Regions from separate parts of the Gadus morhua genome. Here region 2 is linked to region 1. The links are chromatin contacts, called in public Hi-C maps. All regions are on one chromosome and are shown on one strand. Each heading gives the region's core, a stretch centred on a gene start, on an enhancer-like site or on the middle of the called end of the contact. The rest is flanking DNA. Distances are from core to core; before and after follow the strand shown. Region 1 holds the start of sdc2 (syndecan 2). Region 2 holds the start of samd12 (sterile alpha motif domain containing 12).

What was found. Hi-C and Micro-C count contacts between places; a contact is called where the count stands out from the background.
Region 2: a contact with region 1 is called in a Hi-C map of gonad, with 6 times the contacts expected there. The contact joins the promoter of samd12 here to the promoter of sdc2 in region 1. A contact is called at or near these places in 2 of 6 Hi-C or Micro-C datasets (gonad and heart).

The regions. Positions count from the first base shown.
Region 1 is chr22:4,392,596-4,395,457 of gadMor3.0, reverse strand. It overlaps sdc2 (syndecan 2), which reads right to left and starts at 1,350. Exons shown (of 5, transcript XM_030347429.1): 1 at 903-1,350. The coding sequence starts at 962.
Region 2 is chr22:4,587,237-4,590,098 of gadMor3.0, reverse strand. It overlaps samd12 (sterile alpha motif domain containing 12), which reads right to left and starts at 1,362. Exons shown (of 5, transcript XM_030347704.1): 1 at 1,002-1,362. The coding sequence starts at 1,014.

The DNA.
Region 1 (2,862 bases), core at 101-2,600:
GCAGGGAGTAATTGGTCAAGGCGTATGGCCTCAGATGGACGCCCAGAGGGTCAAACGGCACTAATTAGGCAAGCGAGTGGGCACACAGATTGGATGGGGGGGGGGGGGGGGGGTAGTGCGGCAAGCGACCTACCCGAGTGCCAATCCACAGAGAGATGATGAGTGTGTGTTCCGAGGGCCGCTGGAAGAATGGTGGCGACGGCCCGCAGATTAAAGAGACACCATCTGACGGGCCTCCCCGCGCAGGGCGTCGGGACAAACACACAGCCAATTAGGGCCGCGCTCCAATTAAGAGGCCACTGTGTGTGTGTGTGTGTGTGTGTGTGTGTGTGTGTGTGTGTGTGTGTGTGTGTGTGTGTGTGTGTGTGTGTGTGTGTGTGTGTGTGTGTGTGTGTGTGTGTGTGTGTGTGTGTGTGTGTGTCCACCACTGGAATCGCCCCGGACTTCATTTCATTCAACTATAGGTTCATAGTTTCAGAGGAGCTTGCCACGTACTCGTGGTCCGAATGTACTTAGGAGGGAATGTGGGATCGCTTCAATCATACAAGTCCACTTCTCTCCAAGGAAAACCCTCTTTCCACGCTCGGATAATCAATTCAACGCAAACGGTAGAACACTGAAAACACAATAAAACTGTAGCATAACTGACTAATATCAACTGACATGTTCCTCCCACATAACGGATAAGACAAGCCTTACAATAGAAACGCCAAAATGCAATGGTTTCCCAAAGCGGACCACTGGACCCAGCAGGGACCTACCGGTGTTTCCGCCAACCCACGGTGCCCACCCCGCCGCCCCGGGCTCCAGCCCACCCCGCCACCCCGGGCTGCTGCCCACCCCGCCGCCCCGGGTTGCTGCCCACCCGGCTCACAGCTCCACATCCCCGGACTCAAACTTACCCGCTGCGCGGAGAGGAAGACCGCCGACGCGAGGGTCAAAAGTATCCAAGTGTTCCTCATGTTCTTCAACGGTTTAAAAACGGACACAAAAACAAAAACTGTTCCTCCGGGTCCTCACTCGGTTCCTCCCTCGGTTCTCTCGACTCTGTCCCCCCGGTTTCTAGCGTGCGCCTCCCGATCCCAACTCCTGCGCGTTCCTCAGGAGTTAAATCCCAACGGATACGTGTTGCCTTCTCTTATTCCAATCCCCCCAGCAAATGTGCACCGTCTAGAGAGCCGAGGTCCGCTTGCAGACGTCGTGTTCTGGGATATCTCCACGTCTCGGCTGGATGTACTGGTAGAAACACACGACGGGTCCGGTGCATTCGGTCTACTCCTCCATATCACACGCTGCACAACGGGACTGCGACTTAACGGCGTTAACTCTGCACGGTGTGAGAGAGGGAGGGCGAGAGAGAGAGAGAGAGAGAGAGAGAGAGAGAGAGAGAGAGAGAGAGAGAGAGAGAGAGAGAGAGAGAGAGAGAGAGAGAGAGAGAGAGAGAGAGAGAGAGAGAGAGAGAGAGAGAGAGAGAGAGAGAGAGAGAGAGAGAGAGAGAGAGAGAGAGAGAGAGAGAGAGAGAGAGAGAGAGAGAGAGAGAGAGAGAGAGAGAGAGAGAGAGAGAGAGAGACCACATGGTCTAATTAAAAGACTGCAATAGGGACATTAATGTAGTTCAAAACTTAATGCAACGGTGCCTTGTATAATATCGTCTATTCCTTATATTGATAATAAAAGCTTTCTTTCAAAAATCAATGCAAATATGATAGCCAATTGTAATAATTAAGACCATGTGTTTCGTATTCAAACATTAGATTTTTAACAACAAACTTAATATAGGTTATTAACGACAAATAAGATATTTCATACAAATCAATTCAAATCACTTAAATTTGATCAGTTGTCACGCCCAGTGATTGACGAGATCTTCCGTGGACGATGTCTCCCTCTACTGTCGAGAATTGGAAGTACAGCAGCAATTTCAAGAAAGCTAATTAAACATCCATGACGTGTAGCTACGGTTGGTTTTCCTCCTAAAAGTATTTATTGAATTGTACTGATAACACGATCCTGGATATAATCAGTTACATTTTGGTTCTACACATGTATTTAGTTTATTCTTAAATATCTTTTTCTTGAAACATGATCGTGATGAATTATCAAAAATCAGCTTAAACTAGCCAGCATTACCTAGCCTTTTCTTTCAATTAAAGTGTCAGCCTTGGACGCTGATTCGTTCTCTTTCACAGTAAAGTCAACACTGTTTTACTATCATCAGTTCAACTCTGCTGTACAAGGTTATTATTAAGTAAAAGTCACTGGCATTGCCGATTTGGAAATGAAATACAGTGTATAATACACATTCTTTTCTCACATTACAAATGGTATTGGGGCGATGTAATCATAATACAATTGCTTGTGTTTATATAGGCCTACTTTGGGTGGGCTGATTATAGCCTACTTTGTTTTTCTTTTCATAATTTGAAATATGTTTTTGCAATTCAACCCTACTTACTATAATACATTTCCACCTTGATTTTGACTTCTACAGTTGAAGTGGATGCATTAGGGTATCATCCAGTTATTCCCTGAAACGTTTGTTTGTGTAACAATTTCCCTTTAAAACAAACAAAAGCCCACAGGACCACTAATAACGTCGTGCCGCCAAACTCCCGCGCCCTCTCCCTCTCACACATTCCTGAGCACCAGACTGTTTCCAAACACTACAATATCTCCCCAAAACGCTCCAGAAAGCCAATTACACAAAAAAATAATCCCCTCTTTATGCAACCCTAAAACTTTATGATCTCAAAGTGGACAAGAGCAGAGCGGGTTCCTCCCCCCCACACGAACCTCCCCGGCCCGGCCGCGATAGATCCAGACATGAGGGAACAATAAGCCCCCGGTCCGAGGTGTAGCGTT
Region 2 (2,862 bases), core at 113-2,612, 190 kb before region 1:
AGAGTCTATATGGGTCTCTAGATCCATAGTTCACACAAAGAGCGACACCTGGATTCATCCTGCTGGGAAAAGGTTTGTCGCATCTCGAAAGGACTGGGCTCACAATCCCTCAGTTAACACACACACACACACACACACACACACACACACACACACACACACACACACACACACACACACACACACACACACACACACACACACACACCCTACCTCGCATGGGGTCCCGAGTCCCAGAGATCCCTCCGCTGAGAGGAGGGGACTGACCGAGCATCGAGCCGATAATCTCACTGCTGGACGGACCGACAGAACAGAAAGAACGAACAGAACACAGAGCGGGAGAAGACCCTAGAGAGGAGGCGCTCTGGTCCAGCGGGAGCGAGCGCCTCGCTCGACTGTCGACGCGTCGCTCAGCCGCCAACACGCGCAGCGATCAACACGCGTAGGGACCAACACGCGTAGGGACCAACACACTAGAGACCATCACACGCGAATACAGGGACACCCCTCCAGCGGATCAATTTGTTCTCAAAACGCACCTGAGAAGCGCCAAAACACGACTGGTGTCTAGAAGACAATGCAGATGTGTGCGTGTGTGTGTGTGTGTGTGTGTGTGTATTCCACACAAAATAAGATCAGTGTGATCTTACTGTGCGCACGTTTGCGTGTGTGGACGCAGCCATCCAAGAACAGGTGGACACACACACACGCACACGCACACACACACGCACACACGCAAAAGTCAATTACAGGCTAAATGACAAACGTTAAGCAGTCGGTCGCGACAGTAAATCGGTGAGGATCTATGAGCTGCGTTAATGGTTCTCTATACCCGGGAATCACAAAGCTACAGCCCACCTGCCATGGAATCACGGAACACAATCATTACTTGCTGTTTAAAAAGGGTAACCGATGTCACGGATCTCTCTCACGCACACACACGCACACACACCGCACACAGGTTGCATCCCACCCGGTAGGAAATGATTAGCCGGTCTTACCGTGGACCGCCATGGCTGCTACTCCGCGGGTCGGGGCATCCTGAGGTGTGGAGGAGGCAGGAGGCAGAGCAGGAGGTACGGACTGTCTCGTGCTCAACGTGTCTTACCGTCACGCGGTTGCTGGCAGACTGGAGCCAAACACCGCGGCTGCTGCCGCCGCGCGAGGAACCCTGGGGTTTGTAGGCTCTCGGAAGAGTCGTCTGTTCACGGCATACTTCGGTTTCGTTGTTTGTGATTGCAGGGAGAAGGTTTGTTTCTTTCTTCTTTCTCTTTTGTCGACCGCTCTGAATGTCCTCGCTTTGTAGTTTGTGTGTGTGGAGTATGGGTTGTGGTGCATTCAAGTAGGTATGTGTGCATGTTTGCGCGCGCGCGCGTGTGTGTGTGTGTGTGTGTGTGTGTGTGTGTGTGTGTGTGTGTGTGTGTGTGTGTGTGTGTGTGTGTGTGTGTGGATCAAATATGTTTGGATTGTGGTGCACTCAATTGTTATTGTGTGTGTGCGCGCGCGTGTGGGTGTAGTGTAGCGTGACAGGGAGAGGTGTGGTAGGCATGCTGGTCTGTTTGGACAGGTGACCTCATAGCACTGGAGGTGGGTTCAGCCCAGCCTGTCGCTCAGTCCGGTCCCGGAGGGTTTTGTGACGTACGGGTTGTGATGTTTTGTTGCCGCTTTCAAAACGGTCAGAGTTTCCGGGAGGTTCGGATCCTAACCTCGGAGGAAAGTGAGCTATGAACACTCTGTTGAGTCTGAGTTTTTGCTCTGAGTTTCGTGTGGAAGTAAAGCTACCCGAGTCCTCCGAGATCACGTCACAACAATGGCTGCCCATTTTATTTATAGACTAAAGTGAACTTTCAGCACTTTTCAAACACTAAGAGGCGAACTTAACACCCATTCTAACATTTGCATTGAGATACATTATATCAAACAATTATAAACATCACCTGATAAAATCTCGCTCATGTTCAACCATAGCAAGCAGTTCTAATAACTGATTCATCTGATTCAGCAAAGAAGCACAAAGAGGACACACTCAAAAGTCAATTACAGGCCAAATGACAAACGTTAAGCAGTCGGTCGCGACAGTAAATCGGTGAGGATCTATGAGCTGCGTTATTGGTTCTCTAAACGGGAATCACAAAGCTACAGCAATGGATAGTCTCACAAACAATCAATTTTTCCGGTTTTATGTCACAGCCTACGAACATTTCCTGAACACTCTTGGAAAAAGGGAAGATTTTCGTAATGACAAGTAAGAGCTTCCGAACTTCCGAGCTACTTTAAAGGCGCCATCAGTCCGGCCCCGGATGGTTTTGTGACGTCGCAACAGGATGGTTGTGTTTTGTGAAATCACAACAGGGTCGTGAGGTCGTGTGACGTCACAACAGCTTTGGGGCGCTTTGTGACATCACGACAACAGATGTTTCGTGAAATCCCGATGACATCAGTGTTGTTTGTCACCAAACTAACGTCGCAGGGCTCTGGAGACACCACGGTAATGATGACGCAGGGTTTTGTGACATCACGGTACCGATATTAGCGAGGCGAAATCTCAGGCAGCGGGAGAGCCAGTACGGCGAGGAGATTCTACGATCCATCACAGTACATAAATATGACTAACTATAAATAAACATAAAGTACAATGAGCTGTGAGAGAGCGGCAGCTACAGGTGAGGGCCTACATCTGTTCTCTGAGCACCCCAGGGTGCCAGCACGCACAACACCTGGACCAGCGAATCTCCCCCACACACACACACTATTACACACACACATTATCCTGATCTATTCTTAAAGACCCTCACGTATCCCACCACCGGCTGTGAGGCTCGTTAGTCCTCTGATGCCATCTGTCCACTTGTGATGACACAA